3 separate regions of the Mus musculus genome follow, and all the other regions are linked to region 3. The links are chromatin contacts, called in public HiChIP or PLAC-seq and promoter capture Hi-C maps. All regions are on one chromosome and are shown on one strand. Each heading gives the region's core, a stretch centred on a gene start, on an enhancer-like site or on the middle of the called end of the contact. The rest is flanking DNA. Distances are from core to core; before and after follow the strand shown.

Region 1 (3,710 bases), core at 530-3,029, 130 kb after region 3:
AAGCTTTATTGCTTACATCTTCAGGAGCAAGAGAGAGAATGGCGAAACCCAGTCCCTTTTAAGGAGAATTATCCTCCGCCTAGGACGTGTCACTCCCTGATTGGCTGCAGCCCATCGGCCGAGTTGTCGTCACGGGGAAGGCAGAGCACATGGAGTGGAGAACTACCCTTGGCACATGCGCAGATTATTTGTTTACCACTTAGAACACAGGATGTCAGCGCCATCTTGTAACGGCGAATGTGAGGGCGGCTCCCCACAAAGTAGCAATGTGACTTAAGCAATTATAAAATGTAACCCTGAAATTAACCCCACAATTAGATCGACAGGATTCTATCAGAACTGCAAAGAAGAGCTAACCGCAAAGCTACTTAACATTTAATACTTCTTGAAACACACACAAAAAACAAGACTTCCTTACTCTAACTATTCCTTTACATTTAACTAAATAATGATCATGGTATGGTGGAATGTCTCCCTCATGGACAAACACACCAATTAATTATCAAACAAAAATCCCACCAGATACTGGTACAACAACAAAAATTCCACACTCATGTGGTCTTTTCAAAGAAACTTGAGCTGGGCATGGTAGCACATACCATTAAACACAGGATTACACAGAAAACCTTGTCTACATTCAATAAATGAATGAATGAGCCCCCATTTCTATTATTAGCTGTTTCATACTCATATGAATATATACACAGAATGTGTGTGTGCATATGGGCATATCTAATACTGCCCACTCTCACCTCCTACCTCTCCACTATCCTGGTCCACAATTCCAACAGTCACTCTACTGTGTTCATCTCTATTCATATTGCTTGTGATCCACTGAGATGAACCAGAGCCATTTGTGAGACTGGGTTTGGAGCTATGTATTGGAACCTGATGTGCTCAGCACAGGATGACAACTAAAGACAGTGAGTGACTCTTCTACAATCTATCCATAGCCAATGTTTGAGAGGTAAGGGGAGCTGTTGTTCCCTTTCCTAGACTGACTGTGGTCTTGTGTGAGGCCAGTGCAGGTAAAGACAGCTGCTATTGGTTACTGATTACAATACTTGTATGGAGTCTAGAGAATGGTGTGTCTTAACCTTTCCCTTATTTTCTAACCACCTCTTCTTCCTTGTTCCCAGAGCTAGAGATGGGGTGGTGTAGCTGACGTTTTTAGGCCTGGGAACACATACTTCACTTATTTTCTGCATCTGCGACAGCCAAGAGGCTGCATTCACCACTCCATTTAAAAAAAAAAAGGAAAACAGAACGTTCTCTTTTTTTCCTCTCAAAGCATCGCTGTCACAGAAGACTTAAATGACAAGACCGCCATCTATTGGGGAAATCAGTACAGCGCGGGATTAATTCACCCCTAGGCTGTTGCAAAGGCCTTACCACTTACTTCTTTTCAAAATCCAAGTTCTTTAAATATCTCTCCCCAAGTTCATATTTCAGTATTTTGTTTTGGCTTTTTAATGTTTGTGTGTTGGGGATGGGACTCTCGCTTCTGAATTTAGTCTATTATTGTTTGGTATGAAATATATAAGCCAGAGGTTGGTAGTCCAGTGGAGACGTTAGGCTGTTTGTCTTTTTTATAATTCACCTTACCCAAATCAGTTCCCCAGTCCCTCGCAGCTTTTCCCCTCCCCGCACCCATTCTCCTCTGAGAAGAGGGATTCCCACCACACCTGTATTCACTAGCGCCCCCCAGCCCCTCCCGCCCAGCACATAATCACTGCAGGACTAAGCATATCCTCTCTGACTAAGGTCAGACAAGGCGACTGGGTTAGGGGAAGGAATCCACAGGCATTCAACTAATTCAGGGACAGCTCTTGCTCCAGTTTTGGTGGTGGTGGGGCGGGGGTGGGAGCTGTCGTTTATCTAAAGGGTTTAGAACCCCGAGTGGGGCTCAGATACCGGGTGGAGCGTCCTTCCAAAAACACTTGTGGTCGGCGCTCTCACAAGAGTGTGTGGAGGCTGTGCAGAGCCGGAGCAGCCTGAAAGCTGGAGCTGTGTGAAAGGCAGCCTGAGACAAAGTGGGAAGGACTGGTCTCTGATGGGGCGCAGATGCTCACCCGGAAACATATTTGGAGATCGGAGATCCGGAAGCACATTGGGAGGATTTTCGACTTAATGGAGATGTGTAGGGGAACTGTGTAGAGTGTGAGGAATTAGGAGAAACACGTGGGTGGAAGCTGGGACGCTAAATTACTGAAGTTTGAGAAGTTTTACCTAGAGCCAAAGCCAGAAGTCGCTTCGACAGGTTTCCCCCGTGCACGCGGTCCTGCACCGTGGGTAATCGCGTGGTGCAGATCTGGGGTCGAAAGATACGGTGGACTTGGGGGAAACTAAAATTCCTGGCTGCCGCGGGTGCCGCGGGTGCCGCGGGGCATCCTGGGAGAGTCAGTCAGCAATCAGCAGCGCAGCTGGAACTGCAGCCAGGCTACCAGAGCTGCTGGGCTAGGAAACAGGAAGGAGCAGTTTCTTTTCTGTTCCTGAGGAAGCTGGCTCTGAAATTCTGCGGTGGATGTCTTCCCTTGTGGATACATTTTAGCTCATATAAAGTGGAGTAATCCTGGTTTTTGTTTGTTTGCTTGTTTTTTGTTTTGATCTTCTGATTACCAAAATATTCTTATTAGAATATTCTAAGAGAATATCAGTTCTCTTTGTTGAGGTGAAACGGACCAAGCTCTTGGAATTTACACTCATCCACGCTAACTCCCAGGGTATATATATATATACTTAGTGACTTGGCATCCCTGTAGAACTTTTAGATATTAGTCATGTCTGAAAAGCACAAGAGGCAATGTACCAGTTTTTAGGTTTTACATATTTTTCTGTTTTCTGTCTGATGCGGATATATGCATTCTGTGTTTGGTGACATGCACCCTTCTTGATCAAGGACTTTTTATCTAACGGACTCTTTACCATTTCCTAATACTCTCTGCTTTGTATGTTAATACTTTTGACTTTTCTGTCACTACTATAGTTATGATCACTAGCCATCTTTACTGAACCCCATATTCATGGCATTTAAAGAAATCTTTCTCAATATTTTTTATCTTTAGATATGAAATCTTTTGTAGAAAATATCTTTTAATATCTGCTGTCATTTTTCTTTTTTGCGTAGTGTAGTCTGTTTACCTGTTTAGTATAGGGAATATTAATTGAAAGAAGTTCATTTGTTATTGTGTAGGAACTTGAGTATGGACACTGACTGGGTAGAACTGGAATCTCTTTATATTATATATCTTTTATATCTTATGAACTTTTTAATATGTGCAGAGCTTTTTAATATGTGCACATTTTCCCTTCCAGCAGATGCTGAGCAAAATAAATAAGCAGAATATACTTATTTATTGATTATATTTTTATTTGCTTTTAAATAGATTCTGGATTTTAGTCCATTATTCTACACTATACTATACCATATATAATATAATATAATAAATATAATATATAGATACTATAAACACATAAAGTAAATATATCTGCTGGATAAGCTATCTCTTCATACTTAATTTTACTATTTCCCTGAATTTTAAATTTTTACATAGTATATTTTGTCAGTCAGTTCTTATATCAAGTGTTGCCTATTTCTGTTAATCTACAGGATTCACTGTTTCAGATCACACATGAAAGTCTGATTCCTTGTATGATAGGAGAAAATTGGACCCAGGTTCATATTTTATATGCCCATAGACACTTTTCCC
Region 2 (3,797 bases), core at 980-3,479, 180 kb after region 3:
TCCCCTGTTCCTGCCTTCTGAGTGCTTGGTTTGAAGGCTTACAAGACCTTGCCTGACTATACATACTGTTTTCTTATGTGTTTGATTGGCTTGTTGGTTTGTTTGTTTGTAGAGACAGGGTTTCAATTGTGTAACTTTGGCTGATGTGGAACTCACAGAGACCTCCTGAGTGCCTGAATTAAAGGCATATGCCACCACTGCCCAGCTCATAAGGTTCTGATAGTTACGCAAGGTAAAGGCTCAACTAACTTGATAGAAATGTGCTAATAAGATCTTCTGTTTACTGATATTAAAGACTTCTATTTTACTAAATAGAATACTCTAATTGAAATGATGTATATAACATGCCAAATATAAACAATGTGAAATAAATAATATAAATAAAACTAAGAGAAACAATGGGACTGAAGCAATTATAAGATGCCATCCTTAAAAGAACTCCATGAGTAGAATGACAGGAGTCTATCAGAACTCCAAAGAACTAACAACAAATCAGCTTAACACTTAATATTTCTTGACACACACACAACAATCAAGACTCTTAAACTCTATTACCTGATAGTAAACGAGATACTGAACCTGCCATGGTGGAGTATGCCTTGAATCAATCCTAGCATTCCAGAGGCAGGGAACGCTAATCTCAGTGACTTCCAGGCCAGCATGTCTCAAAAAACAAAAATCCCACCACATAGTGATACAACCAAAAAGAAATCTCACACTGGTGTTAAAATTAAACAATTGATCTGGTCACATTAGCACCGTTTTTTTGTTTTGTTTTGTTTTGTATTGTTTTGTTTTGTTTTTGTTTTTTTGAGACAGGGTTTCTCTGTTTAGCCCTGGCTGTCCTAGAACTCACTTTGTAGACCAGGCAGGCCTCTAACTCAGAAATCCACCTGCCTCTGCCTCCCGAGTGCTAGGATCAAAGGTGTGCGCCACCACACCCGGCTTAGCACCAGCTTTTAAACACAGGTACACACAGAGAAACTCTGTCTATAATGAATGGATGAATAAATACCCCCCCCCCTTTTCTATTATTAGATATATCACAAACACAGACACACACACATGACAGCATTGTGTGTTTCTGTGCCCACTTCAAATACTGCCACTCTCACCTCCTACCTCTTCACTATGGTCCACAGTTCCAACAGTCACTCTACTGTGTTCATCTCCATTCATTTTTGCCTGGGATCACTGAGATGAACCAGAGTCATTTGTGAGACCTTGCTGGAGTCTGATGTGCTCAGTATAGGATGACAACTAAAGGCAGTGATTCTTCTACACTCTATCCATAGCCAACATATAGAGAGCTGTTCCACTTCCTAGACTGACTGTGGTCTTGTGTGAGGCCAGTGCAGGGAAGGACAGTTGCTGTTGGTTACTGATTACAATAGTTGTATGGGATCTAGAGGATGGTGTGTCTTAGCCCTTTTCCCTCTTTCCCTTATTTCCTAACCTACTCTTCTTCCTCAGTGTTCCCAGAGCTGGAGTTGTTATAGAGTAACAGACTTTTTTATGACTAGAACCACGTACTTTACTTTTTTTTTTTTTTTTTTTTTTTTGCGACTGGGCTAGCCAAGAGTCTGCATCCACCAGAAATCTGTCATGAGAAAAGAGCCTCGTGAATGACTCACAGAAGACAAATGCCTTTCTGAGTTAGTAAAATGACATCTAGTGGTGAAAGCAGTACAGTGCGGGATGACTTCAGCCCTATGCTGATGACAAAACGATGACTACTGACTTCTTTAGACACCTTTCTTTTTTTTTTTCAAAATCCAAGTTCTTTGAATGTCTGTACCATAGTCAAATTTTCAGAATTTGGTATTGGCTTCCTATGTTTGTGTGTTGGGAATGGGACTCTGGCTTCTCAAGTTAGCCTGTTATTGTTTGGTATGAAGTATGTGTCCTAGAGGCTAGTTTTAGGCTATTTTGCATCTAAAGGATTCAGTACCCAGGATGGGGATCAGATACCGGGGTGCAGCGTCCTATTAGGCCCAGTTCTGGTCTAGGCAGACAGTGGCCACTGGGAGGCTGTGCATAGCGGGTCCGAAGCAGCCTGACAGCTGGAGCTGTATGGCAGGAAGCCTGAGACAAAGTGGGAGGGACGTGTTCGCGGGGCAGGGATATTCACCCAGAAACATGGTGGAAGGTTGTTAGACATTAGGTGGGGGTGGAAAACATAGTGTTCCGAGTGGGAGGAGTATTCCCAGTGGGAGGAGTTAGGGCAGTGACGTGAACGGAAGCTGGAAACTGGGTGTGGGAGGCTGGAAACGTGGGACGAAGAACCAGAAGTGTCAAGGACCTGTCAGGTCCAGAGCTCGCGGCCCTGCCCCGTGGGGAATCGCGTGGTTCAGACCTGGGGTCAGAGGACACAGAGGACTTCGTGGGAAGCTAAAACTCCAGGCAGCCGCGGGTGCCTTGCGGGGCATCCTGGAGGAATCAGCAATCAGTCGCAAAGCGGCGAGAACCGGAGCCAGGCGGCCCTGGAACCGCCCAGGTCAGAGGAGCTGTGGGGTTGGAAAAGGGCGGGAAGGGAACAGGGTGTGATCGGTTTGTCTTCTGCTTCTAAGGAACCTGGCTCGGGAATTCTGCTGTAGATGTCTTTCTTCCCTTGTCGAGAACTTTTAGCTCACATAAATCGGACTAATCCTGTTTTTTTTTTTTTTTTTTTTTAAATTGACTTCTGAATGCCAAATGTTCCTATTAGAATACTGTAGTAGAATATTTGAATTTATGTATTGATTTTTGAAAACCAATTCTGTTTGTTCAGGTTAAAAGGAAAAAGCTCTTGAAATTTACATTCATTCACTCTAACTGGCCTGTTTTACCAGGAGACTTACAGTGACTTGGCATCCCCGGATATCTTTTAGATACTATATATAAAGGAGTGGTTGCAAATAATCTGAAAGAATATTTTATTTTTGCAAATTACATAGGTATGGTTGTGAACATTAACATTTATAAGTAAACTTTTATTTCTCATTATTAATTTATTTACTTTACACTTCTATCGCAAACACCACCCCTCCCCCCACTTCCTCTCCTCCCAGTCCATTCCTCCTGCTTCTCCTCCACCAATTTCCTCCTCCATTTCTCCTCAGAGAAGGGGAGGAGTCCAGTGGCTCAGCCAGTCTAGTTGCAGTAGGACTAGGCTTATCTACCATTGAGGCTAGACAAGACTGCCCAGTTGGAAAAGGAATCCAAAGGCAGACAACAGAGTCAGAGACAGGCTCTGCTCCAGTTGTTACAGGGCCCACATGACAACTAAGCTGCACATCTGTTACAGTTCACAGTTAGAAAGGACATTATAAGCACAAATCTTTAATCCCTATCTTGGGAAACAGGCAGGTAGGTCTAGAAGATCCTTGTCATCCTGGTATACAGACATGGTTTAAGGACAGTCAGGGCTATGGAGAAATCCCGTCTATTGGAAACGGGAGAAGAAAAATGAAAACACGAATGAAACGTATTGTTGTAAACTATAAAACTATAAAGCGTCTTTTGAAAAATTAACTCTTCTATATTAGAAAAATGTCAATAGTAGTCTTTTGTCTCCTTTCTAGTAAAGGACTCTATGGACATACAACCAAACTGTAATTTTTTAGTTCTTTTGTTTGCTGTGTTTGATCCCTGAGCCCATTCTGTTGCTACATCTGGACTAAACTCACCTTGTAGACCAGGCTGGAGTGGAAGTCACTGAGTTCCACCCAACTCTGTCTCCTGAGTGCTAGGATTAAAGGTGTGAACCAAGACAAATATTTTTACTGCTGTTTTGTACTTTGTGGTCAGTTCACAGC
Region 3 (3,484 bases), core at 485-2,984:
TGTAATTATTGGCTATTTCACACATGCAGACATGCCCACACAAACACGAACACACAGTGTTTGTGCATGTGTCTGTGTGTGTCTGTGTGTGTGTGTGTGTGTGTGTGTGTGTTCGTGTGTGTGTGTGTGTGTGTGTGTGTGTGTGTGTGTGTGTGTGTGAAGTGCTGCTCACTCTCATCTGCCACTCTGCTATTCTAGTCCACAATCCGAAAAATTCTCTGTTGTGTTCATCTCTAGTCATATTACCTGGGACTCACTGAGATGAACCAGAGCCATTTGTGAGACTGTGTTTTTAAGGGCTATGTCCTGGAGCCTGATGTGCAGCAAGTCTAATCCTAGAGCCTACACATACCTGTGAATGTATTTTTCCTTCACCAAAGTGATTGGTGTCTCCGACACTTACTACTTTCATCTACTAACCTAGGTAGGCCTAGACCTGGATGCTTCTAGCCTCTGTACAATCCAAGCTAGGCCTAGAATATATTCAGCTTCTGAGACTTGCTGCTGAATAATCTCAACCATTTTTAGTTTTTGTTTTTGTTTTTGTTTTTTTCTAATCTCTTGCTGGCTGGTTCTTCTCAGCTGTTCTGGCTCAAGCTCTTCTCCAAACTCACTGATTCAATCTAGCTTTCTCTCCTTCTTGGCCTCCACTGATTGCCTCTACTTGGCTTCACACTAATTTTGGGAATATGTTCTGATCTTCTGGCTCTTTCTCACTCTCTGGCTTGTTCTTTCTTCACCTGTGTGTAGCTTGTTCCCTCTTCAACCTGTCTCTGTAAAACTCTCCTGATAAAAACTGCCTCCTTCCTCTCTTACTGCCCCTTACATATCTTCTCTTTCCTCCCTCTTCTCATGAGAGTTGGGCATATCCTATTTTGTCAGATCTTTCTCTGATTTCTCACTATGTCTACCCACCAATTAGACATCACTTTCAGACAAGGGAGCTTCCTTCCACAAACTAACTTTACCTTCATTGTTTGGGATTAAAGGGGTGTACTAAGGGTGTGTTTGTATTCCAGCCAGAGGGATTAGTGTGTGTTAAGGGCAGAGCTACACGATAGCACAATCCCAGATTCACAGTGTGATCAAATATCCTGCAACACTTGGACAATATCTGAGGGGAAAAGTGTGCCTTTTAGTTTTCCTAGATTGACTGTGGCCTTGTGTGAAGCTAGTACTTGTAAGTACAGTTGTTGGTTACTGGTTACAATCATATGGAGTCTAGAGAATGGTCTTTCCTTTTCTTTCCCTTATTTCTTAACACCTCTTCTTCCTCAGTATTCCCAGACCTATAGATGAGCTGGTTTAACGTCTTTTTTTAGGACTAGAGCTATATGTACCTTACTTGTTTTCTGCATCTGGGACAAGGAAAATCTCTGGATCCACCAGAAATCTGTTTTACCTCACAGCACCTTTAGCATGAGTCACAGAAGACAAACTTGTTTCTGAATCAGTACTGACAAGACCACCATCTAGTGGAGAAAGCAGTACATCGCGGGATGAATTCAGCTCGGGACTAGTAGCAAAGGGCTGACCACTGACTTCCCTCAATCTTTTCAAAATCTAAGATACTGATATGACCCTCCCTAAGGCAAAAATGCCTTAAGGAAAGACAGCCAGGGCTGGGGTGAGAGGGACTGTCTTCCACGGGGACGGGCGGGGCCGCTCACCCGGAAATAGAAGGTGGATGTCCATTGGGTGGTGGTTGCGGAAGTGTATAGAGTGGGCGTGGTTAGAGGTGTGAAGTAAAAAGATGGTACACTGAGTGAGGCCAGACAAGTTGAGCTGAAAAGGCTAAGTCCAAATGGCGAGGGCCCATTACCTGAAGGAGCTGTAGGTCTGCATCGTGTGAGATCGAATGGTGCGGAGCTGAGTATAGAAGACACAGGTTGGGGTCCTGTGAGGACCCAAAAACTCCCCTATGCCGCAGATGCCTTGAACATCCTGGAGTCAGCAGTCTGTGGCTCAGCCGGGGAACCGTAGCCCGGCGGGTCTGGAACCTCCCAGGTCAGAGGAGCTGCGGGGCTGGGAAACTAGGGTCTTGGTGGTGGTTATCCGGGGGGCGGGGATACTGCCTGGCCCAGTAAGAGGGAGAAAAGAGAAAAGTTGAGTGGAGTCTACAAAAGTAATTAAGGAAAAGAAAGCCCCGTCCTTTCCTATGTTTGTGGGCGCCACGTGACCAGAACCGGGGTTGTAGTGGGCGGGTTTAGAAGAGCTTCTTTAAAGATCAGAGCCCCAGTGACAACAACAACAACAACAACAACAAAAGGAGACACAGTTTCCTGGCTGCAGCCTAGGAGAGTCAGCAGTGCAGCACAGGAAAAGACAGCCAATCGAACCTGGAGCTTCCCAAATGTTCTTATTAAATAACCTAGAATATTTGAATTTATCTGTTGATATTTCAAATGCAGTTCACTTTGTTTAGGTGAAAAGGACAAAGCTCTTGAAATTTACATTCATCCATCCTAACTCTCCTGTTACACCCAAGGACTTACTTGGTGACTTGGCATCCCTAGAGAGCGTTTATATACTAGTCATAAAAGCAATGGCTGCAAATATAATAGAATCCAAAAGTGTGCACTAACACAACTGTTCAAACTGTAGGTTGTTGTTTTGTTTTGTTTTGTTTTGTTGTTGATACTTGACAGTGGTGTGACTGTGAACTTCTTCCAGGAAAAGGTGGAATGCCTTCTGAAAGGTCAGAAGGTTTTTATATAGAGACTGGATACTGCAGAATTACAGCAATCTGGTTTTTGTACGTGAGAATACTTTGCTTGCTCTCTCCCTTATTCATCTTCAGGGTCCTGGAAAACAAGTGTGCATTGTGTGATCCCTGCATGACAAAGTCTTGCTTGGTTCATGCTATATTAAGAATCTCACAAGTGTATAGTGCTGTCATCACAATCATTGAGTTCCATTTCTTCCCGTCAGTTTTAACTGAGTTGTGATTGAATGTGGGCTTCCAGTTATGCTAAATGGAAATGAGTTCTAAATATTTATATCACTATAAAATCCTCTCTTTATCTACTGAGCACAGTACTGTAGTAGAAATCCATGTGCTTTCTGATGAATCTCGTTCTCATGTACATGGCTCACTGATCACCCACATCTGCTCACCTGTGTAGCAGAACAAGTGCCCTAGAACATTAGAGAGACAGGAGACAGTGGCTAAAGATCCAGGTATGTTGGAGGATTGGTGAAGGGATGGTAAGGGATTCCGGTAAATGTGGAAGTGGGACATAAAATCAGTTTTGCCACATTCTGTTTCACTAGAAATAATTTTGGAGACTTCCACTGAGAAAAATCTCCTCAGGATTATCCTATTGTAAAGATGAGAAGACTTTCTACAGAAGAACTGATCTTAGGAGGCAATAAACTTTTACTTGATTGTGCATGTGAGTGATGCTGTCCTTATTCCATGCACATCACTGATCCAGTCTACATTCATCAGTATTAAATGGTTTCCACTTCAGTGATTTTAATG

Evidence for each region. HiChIP or PLAC-seq counts read pairs in DNA pulled down with a chosen protein or histone mark. Capture Hi-C pulls out chosen DNA fragments and counts their contacts.
Region 1: a contact with region 3 is called in an H3K27ac HiChIP or PLAC-seq map of regulatory T cells, with 3 times the contacts expected there. The contact joins the enhancer-like site here to the promoter of Zfp677 in region 3. A contact is called at or near these places in 3 of 39 promoter capture datasets (hematopoietic stem and progenitor cells, macrophages and pre-B cells), 1 of 15 datasets of contacts at CTCF or cohesin (the NIH/3T3 cell line), 16 of 484 Hi-C or Micro-C datasets (CD4 T cells, CD8 T cells, the G1E-ER4 cell line and 10 more), 14 of 115 datasets of contacts at active chromatin or transcription factors (CD8 T cells, bone marrow-derived macrophages, effector CD8 T cells and 10 more) and 3 of 9 other capture datasets (adipose tissue, liver and macrophages).
Region 2: a contact with region 3 is called in a promoter capture Hi-C map of adipose tissue. The contact joins the promoter of Zfp948 here to the promoter of Zfp677 in region 3. A contact is called at or near these places in 11 of 39 promoter capture datasets (the 3T3-L1 cell line, the C10 cell line, cranial neural crest and 6 more), 1 of 15 datasets of contacts at CTCF or cohesin (the NIH/3T3 cell line), 2 of 484 Hi-C or Micro-C datasets (nephron progenitors and uterus), 2 of 115 datasets of contacts at active chromatin or transcription factors (effector CD8 T cells and memory CD8 T cells) and 3 of 9 other capture datasets (adipose tissue, liver and pancreatic islet).

What each region holds. Positions count from the first base shown.
Region 1 is chr17:21,514,567-21,518,276 of GRCm38.p6, forward strand. It overlaps a transcript of Zfp53 not described here. Among named protein-coding and RNA genes, the nearest start is that of Zfp52, 19 kb to the right of the region's middle. Within about 2 kb of position 1,780, at least 421 of the 459 cell types and tissues checked have an H3K27ac peak or open chromatin away from gene starts, as enhancers often do. A contact at or near this core is called in CD8 T cells, the G1E-ER4 cell line, the HL-1 cell line and 23 more, where this site is marked.
Region 2 is chr17:21,564,749-21,568,545 of GRCm38.p6, forward strand. Zfp948 (zinc finger protein 948) reads left to right here and starts at 2,230. Exons shown (of 6, transcript NM_001002008.2): 1 at 2,230-2,497.
Region 3 is chr17:21,382,014-21,385,497 of GRCm38.p6, forward strand. It overlaps Zfp677 (zinc finger protein 677), which reads left to right and starts at 1,735. Exons shown (of 4, transcript NM_172486.2): 1 at 1,735-2,007.